Linked DNA regions of Mus musculus: region 1 is linked to region 2. The links are chromatin contacts, called in public Hi-C maps. All regions are on one chromosome and are shown on one strand. Each heading gives the region's core, a stretch centred on a gene start, on an enhancer-like site or on the middle of the called end of the contact. The rest is flanking DNA. Distances are from core to core; before and after follow the strand shown. Region 1 overlaps Arnt2 (aryl hydrocarbon receptor nuclear translocator 2). Region 2 has its middle 4.1 kb from the start of Gm39043.

Evidence for each region. Hi-C and Micro-C count contacts between places; a contact is called where the count stands out from the background.
Region 1: a Hi-C map of neural progenitor cells shows a contact between it and region 2, with 4 times the contacts expected there. The contact joins two enhancer-like sites. A contact is called at or near these places in 1 of 15 datasets of contacts at CTCF or cohesin (large pre-B cells), 6 of 484 Hi-C or Micro-C datasets (adipose-derived mesenchymal stem cells, cerebellum, embryonic fibroblasts and 3 more) and 2 of 115 datasets of contacts at active chromatin or transcription factors (extraembryonic endoderm stem cells and microglia).

Annotation. Positions count from the first base shown.
Region 1 is chr7:84,354,516-84,357,226 of GRCm38.p6, forward strand. It overlaps Arnt2 (aryl hydrocarbon receptor nuclear translocator 2), which reads right to left. Exons shown (of 19, transcript NM_007488.3): 3 at 5-52. Among named protein-coding and RNA genes, the nearest start is that of Gm30873, 19 kb to the left of the region's middle. Within about 2 kb of position 1,311, at least 26 of the 459 cell types and tissues checked have an H3K27ac peak or open chromatin away from gene starts, as enhancers often do. A contact at or near this core is called in neural progenitor cells, where this site is marked.
Region 2 is chr7:83,808,557-83,811,322 of GRCm38.p6, forward strand. No RefSeq gene overlaps it. Among named protein-coding and RNA genes, the nearest start is that of Gm39043, 4.1 kb to the right of the region's middle. Within about 2 kb of position 1,330, at least 102 of the 459 cell types and tissues checked have an H3K27ac peak or open chromatin away from gene starts, as enhancers often do. A contact at or near this core is called in neural progenitor cells, where this site is marked.

The sequences.
Region 1 (2,711 bases), core at 61-2,560, 550 kb after region 2:
TCACCTTGAGAATTTACTGGGACCTTCACCATCTTCGTCATCGAAGTCCATTCTGGAAAGTCAAAGGCACAGGTAAGAACTAGTTATAACTCTCAGAGGACTCTAATTGGTTACATGAGCTGTGAACGCAGGGGAGTCTTCACCCCATCACATCGCTATGCAATGCTTCCAATTTTCACCCCATCACATCGCTGCTCAATGCTTCCGACCTTTGGCCATGCTAAACAGTATCCGCAGAGTCTCAAGAGAAAAAAATTACAAACAAAAGGTCTCCAGTACACTCACTATTAGTTCTCTGGTCAGAAATAGGAATACTCAAGTGTCAACTTGTCCCCCTTTGACGCTTCTCAGGTCACCAATGGATGACTCAGGCCATGTTGTGTGAAGGCATCAATGTTTCTTGTCTGCCATCATCCCTGGAGTATGTGGGTCCATCCACATCATGTATTCTATACCAGCACTTAATTTCTTACTTTTATGGTATATTGCTCAAGGGATTTGGAAGACAGTAAGTTCAAAGGGCGATGACATAATATCAGGGGACAGTGAAGCTGTCTGAGAATACTGCTTGTGACTTGGTGAGTCTCTACCAACCTCAGGGCAAAGGTCCTTCAAGAAAACCAGCCTGTTACACCCAGGATCAAACAGGCTGTTGAGGAGGAAATGGGCCTTTGATACCAAAATCACTGAAGCTGGTTGTCTGCTCGTTGAAGCTCACAGAATTACTCTTGAGATTCTTCTCTGCTGGGCCTCCCCTTGTTAATATCAATGTTTTGGTGAATTCTTACTGAACTAACACTCCAAATGATCCTTCTTAAAGGCCCAAGTGCTTCTGATGTCAGCACACACAGGTTGGAAGATGTTAGGGCAGAGGGGAACATAACCATGATCAAGTGCACCCAGAGTTTCTGCGGTAGGAAATGAGCAGTCAGCATGGCTCTTGAGTGTGGCATCCATCTGCAGACCCTATATCACCCTGCTTGTTTTTAGTAGGCCTGAAGGATTTGGTGAGATATAGTCTCATGATCCAAGCAGGAGAGAGGCTGGCTGCCTGACTGGAGGTCTGAGGAATTCCATGTTTTAGCAGTTTATTATGAGAATGGAGAATACCCAGTGAGATTCGGCTCAAACAATAAACAAGCAGAGAATGAAGTATGTGCCAGAAGACCACAGTTACAGAGGCCACACCTTCTGGTCCCTCATAGGGAGGGTGAACTTCATTTCCTAGTCTTTGAGGGATTGAATAAGTGACCCAGGAAATGCATGGGGCACCCAGGCCACCAGGAGGCAGTCATGTTACACATAAAGAGCATACTTGTCCACATACCTCAAGATGAGCCCCAGTGAGATGTGTGGCTAAGCAAGAACTCGAGGGACCTAGGAACTAGGATCAGATACGGCAAAATGAAGGGAATGAGGACAGCTTTTGCATGTCTTTGCTCTGGATTATATGCAGTGCAGCCTGAGTTGACATGTCCAGAATTCCCTGACGGGATCCCTCATCCACTTAGATCCTTGGTCCTCAAAACCCAACTGTCCTCACAACAAAAATGGCAGTTGTGATGAAAGAAATTCCTCTGTACAAAGAGGAACGGAGATGGACAGGATGAAGGGAAAAGACAGAAGACCACATGCATGTCACCCGCGAGATGACCATGTATCGCTCTCCACAGCATGGCTTTGGAAGTTCAGCCCTGGGCCAGAGCTGTCTACAGGACAAATGGAGCTGAATGTGGGAATTCTAAATAAAGAAAGCTCATTAATATCCTGTATAATTACTAAGCTATCATCTCACCTTCCTGGAAATTGCCTGTGGAAAATAACCACCAAAAATGTTTAACTGAGGTCAGTTGCATTTTTGCAGAGCCACACTGCCACCTAGTGCTTGTAAAGGGAAAGATCACCTTTTCTGCCTTCATAAACTACCTACGTTTTCAAAATTCCAAATGATTTGTGCCTGGATTCATCAAAACCGTAAATAGGTGTAATATACACAGTTATTTTTAAAATCCCATTCAGTTCAATTTGATATCACAGCTTCTGTAACATTGAGAGAGAGAGAGAGAGAGAGAGAGAGAGAGAGAGAGAGAGAGAGAGCAGAGCACGCTCGAGAAAGAGCAAGCTCTTCCACTCTTGCGTTTGCCTGTGGAGATAGAGGACATGTGAGAGATTAGGCTTTCTCCTTCTATCTGTGGATATGGTTATGTAACTTAGGTCATTAGGCATGGCAGCAAGTGCCCATACCACTGAGCCATCTCAAGGGCCTTTGATAGGATTATAATAAATAAGCAAACTCCTACAAAACATAACTGACTAGTTGGCCCTCAATCCAGGCCTAAAGATCAATGAGATGCTTGGAGTGACCAAGGGCAGGTCTTCTTGGACTCCAGGACTTTGGTGCTGAAACAGTCACAAGCAAGTCAGGATAGTTTGTCATCCTCATTTTGACAGAGTTTTCTTTACTCAATACCCTACAGAATAGATATAGGAAGAACTGAGTGGTGTAGTAAAGGGTTCCAGCCCTGCTAGGCAAGCTTCGGATCAGGCCAGCATCAGGTGAAAGAAAAGGGTGGTCTAGATCCTGAGTCTACTGGAGTTCATTGGAAACCTGGAGTCATGACTTGTATATGAAAAATTAAAGACCAAGAAACTATGGCTCCTACCTGAGAACGTGTGCAATCATACTGTGTAACATGGAGAGAAGCTATACC
Region 2 (2,766 bases), core at 80-2,579:
TTTTTCTTTTTGAGATTTTATTTATTTATTATATGTAAGTACACTGTAGCTGTCTTCAGATCTCATTATGGATCGTTGTGAGCCACTATGCGGTTGCTGAGATTTGAACTCAGGACCTCCAGAAGAGCAGTCGGTGCTCTTATCCGCTGAGCCATCTCACCAGCAACCCCATCTCCTGTCTTACGATTTAAGCCCTGGGTCTTGAGATATCTGTAAACTATGCCAGGGTCCCTTGTGTTTTTCTACCAAGGACGAAAGCCTGTCCCTGTCCTCAGCAATCAAAAAAAAAAAAATCTATCAAATTGCTGGGACCCAATTTTCTGATTGAGTTTTTATAGTACAGTATGGATCACCTTCCTCTAAGTTTCCTGCAAGAGATCTTGTACAGCTACTGGCCTAGAAAACCTGAACTTGGCCGCATCTCAACACTTTCTCTGACCCAGTTCTAACCCATCAACTCAGGGAGATCACAGCCAGTCTTCCTGATCCTTTCCCTGTGTGCGAATATTGTAGGCCCATTATTACTTGTGCTAAATAAACCTGGACTTCTTGGCACACTTCTCCTGCCATGTGGCAGAGTCATTTGTTGGCTCAGTTCGGGAGCATGGCGAGACTCAGTAGCAATGGGATGCCAGTCTCACCCTAGTGTTCCAGATGGTACTTGCCGCCCCCAAGTGTGCCTGCAGAGCTACAAAACCTTTTGCCAAGGAAGGGAGCCTTGGTGTGGCCTACAACAACACAGTGAGGTCAGTTGGTCAGGTGCATACTTCAGATTCCTGGAACCGATCCAGTCATTGTCTCCACGCTGAGCTTCGGAGGGTGCCACTGCTCATTAATCAGCATCCCACAGCATCCCTGCCAGAAGAAGCAAGGACAAGCAGAGGCACTGAGAAAGATCAGGGGACAGCTCCAGGGGGATCTGCGAGAGGACCAGTAGTTCCTGGCTCTTCCATTATGAATGTGTGGCCATGGGCTAGCAAGTTACTGTTGCCCAGAGTCCCCAGAATCACCTCTGAGACCACCAAGACTTCATACCACCATCAGTGCTAGGTAAAAATTAAAAGTAGAATATTTGGCAGAACAGCACATGTGTCTGCCTCTAACCCAGTGCTGCTTCCACTTCCTCCTCCTCCTCCTCCTCCTCCTCCTCCTCCTCCTCCTCCTCCTCCTCCTCCTCCTCCTCCTCACTGTTATAACTTCTGCAGGGAACCCGGATGGATCAGAAGTTCCTTGGGGAAAATTAGCATGACCTGGTACAAAACAAAGCCCACAGAACTAAGTATCCCCCCAAGCTACTTCCTCAAACACATTAAACTGGTATCAAGTTACTGACTGGGTAGTTCGGACTGGCTCAACCAGCCCTCGGTTTGAGGAAGTGAAAAGAGGAACCACTGTCTTTGGGAAGGACAAAAAATTGGGAACCTAAGGAATACACAAAGGCAAGTTTAAAGCCTGGAAATAAATACCTGGCAATGGTAGGTGTTTTTAGAAGATCCCAGGTTGGGAAGGTGGCTGGGTCAGTAAAGAGCTTGCTGCTCAGATATGAGCAGTTTCTAAGCAAGTAGATATTCGGCTCAGAATTTTGTACTCATGCCAAGGAATGGACCAAAATTCCCCTTGACTCTCTATTCTACAAGGAACCAGTGCTCCTCCCATTCCTGAATAAAGTGTTCCAGGAGGGGCAGAGGCCAGTGTGGGAAGTCTGGCAGGAAGATGTCTCCTTTGACACTTGAATGACAGCGCAGCTCTCCGGGCTGGTTCTCTCGAGTGACCCTCTCCTCTCCCCGCTGGCAGGCTTCTCTCTTCGGAATAAAGGATAGGGCAGGGCTCCTCTCTGGTGTCTGCGGCTGGAGATAAGTCCTTGATGACTCCAATTTGGGAGATACATTTCCTATTTATGAGGAAGCCACGCACCCCCTGCCCCAGCAGGAGGGACTGGTCTCCCACCCTTGGCAACAGTGGGAAGTGACTCCACCCACCCTTCCCCAGCCCTGGGGGATTCCAGCAGTTGAAAGGTCTGAGCTGGAAAGATAAACATCACCGCTTATCCCTCACTCCCTCATTGTTCCCCTTGGAAAACAGAAAAGGAACCGGGAAGGGAAAGAGGCTGCACGGAAATCCATCCGTGGGGTTGCTAAGGGAAACAGCCTAAAATGGTACTGGGGGGATCCTCCCTTCCTCCTCTCTGACACCCTCATCCACCCATTCAGCAAAAGAAAGAAAAAAAAAAGAAATCCCAAACTTTGCTTCCTACTTCCAAGAGGAAGCGTCAGTCCCTAGGCCCTGTCTCAAACCTTAAAGTCACAAAGTTAAGTACAAGATTGCCAGGGGAGACCTGATTTTCTGTTACTTAACAGCTCTGTAGCCTGGTTACCTGTTCCAAAAAAGGGAACCTGCTAGCCTGCCTCTCTCTTAACTTTGTTCAACACAAGCGCGGGAATCCTTAGCCTCAAGCAAATGCTTCCTGTGTTGTAAGAAACTCAACTCTTAATGCTCTTTCCAAATGCAGAGGGCGAATTCTTTGTTCCCCTACAAACCCTCATTTGAACTGTTTTCTCTGTCGGAGAAGCTCGGCTGCTGAAATCCTTTCCATCCTTCCTAGCAAATCCTGAAATCTCTCTCTAAGAAGCCAGCGCCGTTCTGACAGATCATGGCAGAATCAATCTCCTCTCTACTGGACTCCTCAGCCTTCTGCTCTTCACGGCTCTCTGGTTTTAATTAATTAAGGTTTAATGTTATTTTATTTTATGTGTAGGAGTATTTTGC